2 separate regions of the Mus musculus genome follow, and region 2 is linked to region 1. A link is a contact called in public Hi-C data. All regions are on one chromosome and are shown on one strand. The core of a region is the stretch at or near the end of the contact, and the rest is flanking DNA. Distances in the headings are between cores, read along the strand shown.

The links. Hi-C and Micro-C count contacts between places; a contact is called where the count stands out from the background.
Region 2: a Hi-C map of cerebellum shows a contact between it and region 1, with 2.3 times the contacts expected there. The contact joins two enhancer-like sites. A contact is called at or near these places in 2 of 39 promoter capture datasets (macrophages and second pharyngeal arch cranial neural crest), 1 of 484 Hi-C or Micro-C datasets (cerebellum), 4 of 115 datasets of contacts at active chromatin or transcription factors (bone marrow-derived macrophages, craniofacial prominence, embryonic hindbrain and 1 more) and 2 of 9 other capture datasets (adipose tissue and pancreatic islet).

Annotation. Positions count from the first base shown.
Region 1 is chr3:55,791,824-55,796,995 of GRCm38.p6, reverse strand. All of the region lies in intron 40 of Nbea (neurobeachin), which reads left to right. Among named protein-coding and RNA genes, the nearest start is that of Mab21l1, 12 kb to the right of the region's middle. Within about 2 kb of position 2,600, at least 25 of the 459 cell types and tissues checked have an H3K27ac peak or open chromatin away from gene starts, as enhancers often do. A contact at or near this core is called in cerebellum, where this site is marked.
Region 2 is chr3:55,963,783-55,968,954 of GRCm38.p6, reverse strand. It overlaps Nbea (neurobeachin), which reads left to right. Exons shown (of 58, transcript NM_030595.1): 31 at 605-1,043. The region is part of intron 2 of Gm31914 (a long non-coding RNA gene); the gene reads right to left. Among named protein-coding and RNA genes, the nearest start is that of Gm22784, 9.5 kb to the right of the region's middle. Within about 2 kb of position 2,949, at least 8 of the 459 cell types and tissues checked have an H3K27ac peak or open chromatin away from gene starts, as enhancers often do. A contact at or near this core is called in cerebellum, where this site is marked.

The sequences.
Region 1 (5,172 bases), core at 1,351-3,850:
TAATCACCTAACTCATTGGTACTGTGGCTCTCTGTACATAGGCACCAAGCTTTCACACGATACTGATTTTAGACAGAACACGAATGGAGATACTCATTGCCTAAGAGAGGTACATGACTTGTACACTTGGAGGAAAATGTGAGGTAAAAGAACTGCTTTGCAGTGAACACAATGCTCATACTAGCATCTTGGAGCAGAGGAGGAGGATTGGTCTGCATTGCCACACCCACAGGTGCCCTGGTCCTTTCTTTGAAAGACATTAGCAATGTTGCAAAGCTTGGGTGAAAGACCTCTTTCCCCTGCACTGTACAAAGGGTAAGCAAGGTTTTCTGCATGTTTATGGTTCTTTGAACCATTTTATCCCTGTACCTTAATGCTGCATACAGAAGCGAGAGCCTGCAGAAAGTCCATTGCCATAATCACTTAGCCTTCAGTACAAGAATTTGTATGACTAACAGATTTCAAACACTGCAACAGAATAAACTCTGTTGGTTCAGATAGACAACAAGGCCAGGGACATGGGAACTAGGAACGTGCTCAAAGGTTAAGAGTCTTATGCCCCTCCAGAGAACCTAAGTTTGGTTCCCAGCAGCCATATTAGGTGGCTCACTGTGGCCTGTTAACTTCAGACCAAAAAGACCCAAAGCTTTCTTTTGGCCTTCCTAGAGGAATATTGCATATACTCACAGAGACACACACAAATGCATTTTTTTAAAGATTTGTTTTATGTATATGTGTGCTCTATCTGTATGCACAGAAGATGCCTGCCAGAAGAGGGCATCTGATCTTGTTATAGATGGTTATGAGCCACATATGGTTCTAGGAATTGAACTCAGAACTTTGAAAAGGCAGCCAGTACTTTTAACCCCTGAACCATCTCTCCAGCACCGTATGTATAATTTTCAACTGAATAAAGATTTGATTGAGCCTGGCAGTGGTGGCGCACGCCTTTAATCCCAGCTCTTGGGAGGCAGAGGCAGGAAGATTTCTGAGTTTGAAGCCAGTCTGGTCTACAGAGTGAGTTCCATGATAGCCAGGGCTGTCTTAAAAAAAAAAAAAAAAGATTTTATTGATTTATAAATAGAAATAAGGCAAATCTAGATTTTTTAAAAAGGTTTATTTATTATATATAAGTACACTGTAGCTGTCTTCAGACACATCAGAAGAGGGCATCAGATCTCATTACAGATGGTTGTGAGCTGGGATTTGAACTTTGGACCTCTGGAAGAGCAGTCAGTGCTCTTAACTGCTGAGCCATCTCTCCAGCCCCCAAATCTAGATCTTTTAATCTTTAAAAGAGAGGAAAGTTTGAATGAATTTGCTGTCTAAATATTGCTAAATTTTATCAGACAAAATATCCAGGAAATTTTATAGTGATTGCAGTATTCTTTGTTCTTTCATTCAGAAGTTAAGTTTTTCTCTCATTTTACACTACTAGCTCATCTGCCAGCTAAGAACAGCCAAGGTGCTGCTCTCGTTCAGCATGTTTGTGGATTGGGAATTCAAAGAGAAGCTAAAAAGGGAACATAAATTCTATACTTAAATTTTGGATTTGGGAGGATCTCCACTTATCAAGCAATATTTTCCAAGGAAGAAGAATGGTGTGGACAAGTGGGAAGTGCAGGTGGGAGACAGGATTAACATTGAGACGGAGACTGCAGCAGTGGAAATGCTGACCCACCAGCTCAGTTTAGAGACTTGGAGTCAAAACGTAAATCTACTTTTCTTTCTTTTCAGATACTGTCCTCCATGTCCTCACATCACTGCTGCTGCTGGTGGTGGTGGTGGTGGTGGTTTTTTAAACTTTCAATTGGTTAACAAAAGAGTTAAGTGGATTATTGCTATTTATATTGTTACATAGCTTTTAAAAATCAAGAAAAACAAAAACAAACAAAAAAACAAAGAAATAAGGGGCCAGCAAGATGACTCAGTGAATTAAGACACTTGCCACCAATCCTGACAGCCTGAGTTTAGTCTCTAAACCTGGCATCAAGACAGACAAGAACCAATTCTGACAAGCTGTCCTCTGACCTCCACAAATGAACCATGCGGTGCAAGTGTGTGTGTGTGTGTGTGTGTGTGTGTGTGTGAGAGAGAGAGAGAGAGAGAGAGAGAGAGAGAGAGAGAGAGAGAGAACACTCACACACATGATTATGTAATTATGTAAAAAATTAGTTTACAATAGGAGATGCCAGGAAAACCGTAGAAAAGGCAAGAACTGGAAGGATGTGTAGGTCATTAGCTACCATTTTCCAAGTCCTGATTCATACTTCATATTCCAGTTGTATGTGGTTATCCAACCAAATCAATATAATAAATATTGAGCATTTCTTATATGTAATCCATGACAATACATGGAATAAAAAGATAAACAATAGCATCCCTGTTTTCCAGGACATGTCAGTTGAGCCAGGTCTGAAGGCCAAATTTATTGGATTTACAACATTTTCAAAGGGATATATTACCGATCTAAAGTTAGAGAGCAGAGTTAGGTTTGATGTTTAAACCTCTGAGGTCACCAAGGAAATGGATAATGTAGAGAGCAGAGAGCTTCAGACCAGCTGCAGAGCTCCAAGAAACAGCAGGCTTCCGGACAGTGAAGAAAGCTGTCAGTAGCACTGTGGAGGCCAGGGCAGCGGACAGCAGGACAGTCCTCTGCCATGGGCATCAAAGCACTGGTTCAGTAACTTAACCTGATGTTCCTTAACACAGCTATTTTAAAGCCACTGCACAAGCAATCCTCTAGGAAAGTGTGTCTGAAAGATTTTGCTAAAATCAAAAGGTAACACGTTTTTGTTTAGTAACTTGCTCTTATTAATCATAGTACATTTCCCAAACACCCTGGCAACAGGCCAGGTGGGAGTGTAGCCAAAGAACTGAACAGGAGAGAAAAAAAAAACTGATGTTTAACCTTGGCAGGCCTGGCGAGGGCACAGATAAGACAGAAGCTGAGGTGGCAGGGAAAGTGACACCAAGCTCACAGGCAGAGAGAGCAGCTGGCTTGCACAGGAAGGAAGAAATCAGTTCCAGAAAGTGGACAAAGGAGATGGGGATAAGTCGGGTGCAGAAAGCCTGAGAGGGGACAACAGCAGGACAAGTGCAGTGTTTAATTTTTTTTCAAAATACGAATACTACAAGCCAGGATAGATGCTTGTAGAACAGGGTTTCTCAACCAGTGGATCACAACCTCTTTGGGGTCACATATCAGACATTTATTTATGATTCATAACGATAACAAAATTACAGGTATGAAGTAGCAATAAAATAAATTTTCAGTTGGGATCACATGCCCTGTGTTACAGGGCCAAGGCATTCGGAAGGCTGAAACGCTGGTGCAGAGAATGACCTTTCTGAAGAGGCCTGTGTTTACCAGTCTTCTCAACATGGTGTGTGCACCCTTGCCACCAAAAGGATCCACACCATTGTTGTACCTCACATTATCTGAGCTCTGCTGCCATCCTCTAAACAGAGCTGATCTTGGAAGCCTAGTATGCTTCCTCAGTGCCCTCTCTCCCCACTCTCCTTTCCTCCTCCTGCTCGACAGCCAAGCATGTTTCAGGCTCATGCCATTTGCATCTGTGCATTCATGCCCACCATTTTTCCTCACATTGCCTGCCTGTCATACCCATTCATCACAGCTCGTGGAGTTGCGCTTCTACAATTCCATGCCAGCTTCCTCCACCTGACTGAGAATGGTACACTCAAAGAATGTCTGTAGAGTTCTTCTCTTCCTCTTCTTTGATAGAAGGTAGTACACATAAGGGTTTATAATTTAACTTTGGACTGCTATGTACTTGTTGAAGGACTTTTCTGAATTAGCTTTTTTATTTTCTCATCTGTAAAATGGGACAACAGCAGTAGCTGACAGACGGTGTTGTTGAAAGGAATAAGCAAGATTAATTCATGTGTTCTGCTTTATACGGTGTTCAGATGAGCTCTTCTCTCTATGGCATAATTATTCATACCCCATACTGTAAGGTCCTTCCTTATTAAATTCATGCTTTATAAATTATTGTATTCCATGTAGTTCCCAAAAGAATACAACACACAGCCATTACTTGCTGCACGAATGAAGGGATGCTGGTTAAATGCCTCTATACTTAATTTGTTAAGAAAGTACAAACTGCATGCTGAAAAAACTGTGGCAGTTATAAAATTATGCCATGTTGGTGAATAATATATATTGGGTGTAATAGAATAATTAAGTATAATTTCCAATTGGATTTTAGTATAGTTTTAGATTTTATTTTCTCCAGGATTCAGTCTCTCTTATGCTTTTAAAGGACAATTTGAAATAAAACATAGAAAATAGTATTTGATATTTTAAGTAACTTTTACTGTGGCATACAAATGAACTATGGTATGTATCATTTTCTGTGTAAATGCACAGTGCATTCTATGAGAAAGTTCTGGGTTCGGTGAAGAAAACATGCCCACCTTCAAGTTGCGTATGTGAACAGGAGGAAGAGATCAGTAACATGTTCAGTGACTTACACGAGCTGCAGTGGCAATGTGCCAGAAGCCCTGGGCACAGCAAGGCTAGCAGGAGCCCAAGCTAGAGTCCAAAGACCCTCTAAGTCTCCTGCTCCCAAGGAGCTCAGGCTTCTCCACAGAGCTGTCTATAGGAGTTCACTCTTCCCGGATACAGCAGGACATCCTGGTGCCATAAACGAGCCTAATTTTAGAAGATGAAAGATGTTTCCCATATGTCCAACTAATTGTAACATAACTGGAAACACAGATCTCATCCAGATCACCTGGGAGAGCGAAGTCCCACACAAGCTCCAAAACAGCCACTGCTTCGGTAGTTTGTGTCCTGGACATCCCAGTCCTGTGTTACCTGGACGATGTGCTTTGTGAAGTGTTTCTTCTGCAGACTATATACTCTTCTTTTCAGTACAAGTATTTACCTGAGTGAACTGGGCCAGGTAAGTGAAATAAGGTTAGAGTCAACCAGATTGTCTCTTGGTACCTAAGATTATCCAGTGCAGGCACATTAAATTAGATGGAGCTTTCGGTAACATTAGTGTTAAGTACATTCTCTGTCATGCTGAAAAACCTTATGCTAAAGTGCAATCTTGAATTGCTTATTATCAAGGAGGTTTTTTGTTTTTTCCCCCCACCTCTTTCAGATAAGTTATCTCTTTCCAGAGGCAGATTTTCCAGAAATTA
Region 2 (5,172 bases), core at 1,700-4,199, 170 kb before region 1:
AGTAGAGATTGATATTTATCCATTAAACATTACCAAAAATTTCTAAAATAATTAAAAATAAAGGTCAAAAATTGCTAATTTCTCATGGCACACTGTGGTATAATTAATAAATATATCTTTTTGAAGTAAACACTTGACAAAATCTACATTTACAAATTCACAATTTTATATGTGATTTGAGAAATGTGTTTTGAGGTAATTTAAGTATTTTGGGCATTTCTTTATTAAAACACCAAAAGTATTTAAAATGTCTTTTTTTTTTAAGGACAATACTATATTTTAAGGAAATAACAGGATTGTTTTTCTTGTATGTTGCTTGAGAACTAGCAGTGAATAGATAGTGGGCGGAGGTGATGAGGTGTGTTTTGATTGCTTAAGGAATGGGTTGAGTTTTGCTCTTAAAGACATGATGTAGATAACATCAGACAATTTTTTTTAAAGAAATGGTATTGTTTTTATGTGTCCAGAACAAAACGGCAGGTGCATATGGATGTTGTATTTGAGCCAAGTTGTGCTGTGCATGTTCAATGATAACCATGAAAGTTTCATTTGCTTTTTACGTGCACATGAAACCCTTTAATTAGACCAGTGTCTTTCATTACAGAAACACCTGCTACATTTCCAGACACTGTAAAGGAGAAGGAAACACCAACCCCTGGTGAAGATATTCAGCTAGAAAGTTCAGTTCCTCACACAGATTCCGGAATGGGAGAGGAGCAAGTAGCTAGCATCCTGGATGGGGCAGAGCTGGAGCCTGCTGCAGGTCCTGATGCAATGAGTGAACTTTTATCCACTTTGTCATCAGAAGTAAAGAAATCACAGGAGAGCTTAACTGAACATCCCAGTGAAATGCTGAAGCCTGCACCGTCCATATCTAGCATTAGTCAAACCAAAGGTATTAATGTGAAGGAGATACTAAAAAGTCTTGTGGCTGCCCCAGTTGAGATTGCTGAGTGTGGCCCTGAGCCTATTCCATACCCAGATCCGGCACTGAAGAGAGAAGCACACGCTATTCTTCCTATGCAGTTCCATTCCTTTGACAGGTATGTACTGACCTTCTAATCCTCAGGGTCCTATGCATCGTAAGCTCTCTGAACTTGCAAAACAGTAGGAGGTTCTCAATAACATCTCATTTATCAATGTTGATTCTTACTTCAAAGACTGTCTAAGTGCTAGTCTGCAGGATTGAGTCTGGCATGAGGCATATCACACTGGAAATGGTGAGCATAGTGTAGGGTTAGAACCTACTACTCAAGAATGATCACACATTGAGGAATCTATTTTCCTCTTTGCTTTACTTTTCTCCATATGAAATGGAAATGATAACTCTCTCCCAAATCAACTCTGATTCTCAAATTCTATTATACTGTTATAAAATATTATAATGATTATTATAGCTTAAGTAACTTCCTTTAAGTAGCCACAGTTAATTTTAATTCTGAGTTAATCTTTATTGAAAAATACAAAAAGAGGTTTGTATTTTTGGTTGTTAAAAAAAGATTGTAATTCCTTCATCAGTATAAAAGATTTAGATACTTGAAAATAAATATTCTTGAAAGGCATTTCGAACATAACTTAGAACCTGTCCCATGTATCTACATTTAAATATAAAATCATTCAAAAAATTTGGAGGCAACCGATTCTTTTTTTAACCCATTTTATATGCAATTAAAGTATCTCAGAGATTCAAAATAAAATGATATAGATACAATGAATCATTGCATTTAATATATCTTACAATTTAATCAAATGCAGCCTCAGAAAAATACTGCAGGTATTCACTAATTACCAACAAGAGTGCTTGCTTATTGGTTTTGCTATATAGTTGAAATTATGTTTGTATGTTGATAAAAGAAGGTATAGGTTTATTATATTTGTTATTGATTTTTAAAACGTATCTTTATATCAAAAATTTGAGAGATTATTGATAAGAAAGTGCTGTCAGCTTTAGTTATAAAGATTTAATTTATGAGTGTTTCTTAAGCTAAAATATTAAGATTAATATTAGGCAAAGAAGAATAAGCATTATTAAGGCATTACTAAATAGTTAAGTAATGTCACTTTCACAAATAGTCATATAAAATGATTATTAAAAGTTTCTAAGAAGTGGCAAATTATAATATTATGAAGTGTAGAAAATGCCTTTCTGTTCTGAAAAGTCTTGATTAAACAGTTGTTAACTCTGTTTTCTCATGTTTATTCAAATGGTGTTTGTTCCTTCTGGATTTCACATTACATCTCTATTTCACATGTCCAATTTATGTTTATAGGATATGAGTATGTTTATCCCTATCACTTTGTGCCAATCTATGCCTTTTTCTGTGTACACATAAGACTATCAGTCTAATATTAAATAACACAAATTAATAAGCTAATTGAAGTTGTCTGATTTAATTTTAAAGTATATCTTTACTTTTTGTGAAAACACAAATGAATAAATCCAGGTAATTTTTGAGATTTATAGGAGAGAGGATTCAGGATAATTAAGGAAAATATTTTTGTATTGATTTGGATTTATATTCAGATTTCTTTATTAAAACTTACAGCTGTCACCTTAATGGTCACTCCTCTCAGTTACACACACAGCATTTATACTTTTCAGAATGTTATTTTGGAACACTGGGACTTTTCCTGTGTTCCTGGTTGCACTTGTGCAAAATGCAATAGGAATGAAATCATTATTTGAAATTGTTAACAAGTTAGGATGAAATGGAAGAGCACAAAGCATGCTTTTCATGTTTTTATTCTTTTGAGGAAGAGTTTCCATGTAGTTAATATATGCAGTAGCTCAAGTCCTAGCAAATGTAAATGATGAGGTGATATTGATGAAAGGAGGGGATTGAGGTCTCAGGGGCACTGATGACGGATTGAACAGAAGCGGCCTTGCGCTGCACGTAACTCAAGTCTGTCGTCTTCACTACTCAAAGCCGTAATGGGAGGTGGCAGTCTGAAATGAGTTGCCACGGCGAGGAGTATTATTTTTGAAATGCTTTCACACAAATCACTAGGCCCTGCATACAACTTAGTTTCATGCTTTAATGTCATCAGGAGGCACAAATTGGTGTGTCTAATTGTTTGCCACCTGCCAGCAAAATGAGCTGCCAGCCAGCCAGACGGGTTTGATTGTCTGTCAGCCATTCAATAGATTGAGAGTGACAACATCAAAAATGTAACTTCAAACTCTGAAGCCTTGAGCAGCTTTGCAGAGACATCATCCCCACAAGAACTCGTGGACTGCTTCATTTTCCATTCTATTCCTAGTATATTGCTGACATTTACCTTATCTGTCCTAAGGTAGCTAGCTATAATTGCATTATGAGGTATATAAACATATTTCTGAAACACTAAAGTCTGAAATCCAAGTTGTGACATATCTTTTAACAATAGATTGCATTCCTTGAAAAATGGGATCCAAGATGACAGACAGCCTTTAGAATGAAAGTGCAAAAAGCTCCCAGTGACAAACAGAAGGCTTCTATACATAAAGTATTTGGTTTTACTTTTAGTTGAAATAACTGTAAACTCAGTTTCTCAGTTCTTTAACTAGCACTATGTAACTGTACTGGAAATTACTTGTGATATTCCTTTTGTTAACCAACTACTTATTGGTCTGTTGCAGTCATTGCAGCAATGTGTTTCTTAGGCTTAGACTGTAATTTTGGAAATGACGTGCATAAGCAACTGTAGAGACTGGAGTTCTCTTCACTTACGTACACTAGTTGTCTCTTCCTATTTGCAGTAGAGCCATAGAGAATTTCGATGTTTTAAAGTTTATAATTTTTAATATGTAAATAGCAACATCAAATTTTAGAAATGCTTAGGTATAATAAAACAAACTTATTTTTAGAATTTGATATTTCTTCAAAAATTTTATGTTATTCTTCATATAGATGTTTTTATCTACTTGTACAGTAAGTGCTGGTTCTTTTTATTTTTTTTCATTGTATCAGTGAAGATTTAAAAACCTGTTTTTGATTACACTGAATTACCAAAAGGTATATCTCCGAAACCACTCTTCACTTCAGTGTATGTAGAGATTGCACACAATTTTTATTATTGAATGAAAATATATCTTCTGGTTTTGTTTCTAACAGCCATGTGGAAATGGATGTAGCAGTTACAGAATTCTGCAGCAACACTGCACCTCTGGTAGATTTACTAGCAAACTGTGGTTGGCTAATAGTTCTAGTCAGGCTGCCACTAACTGCACCACTGTGAACTCTTCTCCAAATCTGCCAGAGCTTGGGCCCCACTATTAGCTAAAATTAAAGTCTGTATTACACACATTTAGCTTGAGAAGATAGATAATAAATGAAAAAATTTTGATTATTGATATATTTTATTGTTATTCTTTTAAAAATTGTAAATTTAGTCTATTTAGAAAGCTTGCAATTGTATGACTTCCTTGACTAACAGAAGTCATTACAGTCAATATTATATATGTCATCTTTTCTTGTTTTGCAAACTTGTTTTGTGTTCAAATCAATGTAGCTAAGCAAACTAATAATGTATTTTTTCCTTGCTTTTTAATATTTTGCCTCCAACTTGTTTTCTATTCTAAAAAATGAATATCCCTAAAATAAAATCTGTGGCTAAAATAAGTAAGACCAAATAAACTGTTTACTTAAAATTTTCTAGTTGGAACAAAGTATAAGCTTAGTGTATGTGTATTTTCACTTCATTAGATTTTTAACATTGGCTTTAGTGCTCAAAATAAAAATACAGACCATGTATGTAATAAATAAATGTACACAAGTAGGTCTTACTTCTTTAACCACAGAACTAAGGTTGTTTTTTAAGCTTACAGTTATTTTGCTGGTGTTGTGTTCCTGCTTCTTTCTGTTTGTTGCAGGATCTATGTTGATTATATCATTTGAAAGACAAAAATAAATATATTGAAAATTATTTATAAACCTGCCAGCTTTTACCAGTCAAATATTCTATTGTAATGTCTCATTTCATTCTGCCTGAAGTGGACAGGGTATGATGGATTTGACTATGTGGCTCTACTCTTTGTTCCCTTTGTCTTTCCTGGCATCTACAGAGTTTAAGTGAATTAAATAATCTCTTTTCAGTGGTGCATTGATAAAATACTATTTATACATTTTTTCTGGTTTTCTCCAGTACTTTATCAAGTATATAAGCATAATAAATGAAGTATTCAAAAAAAAT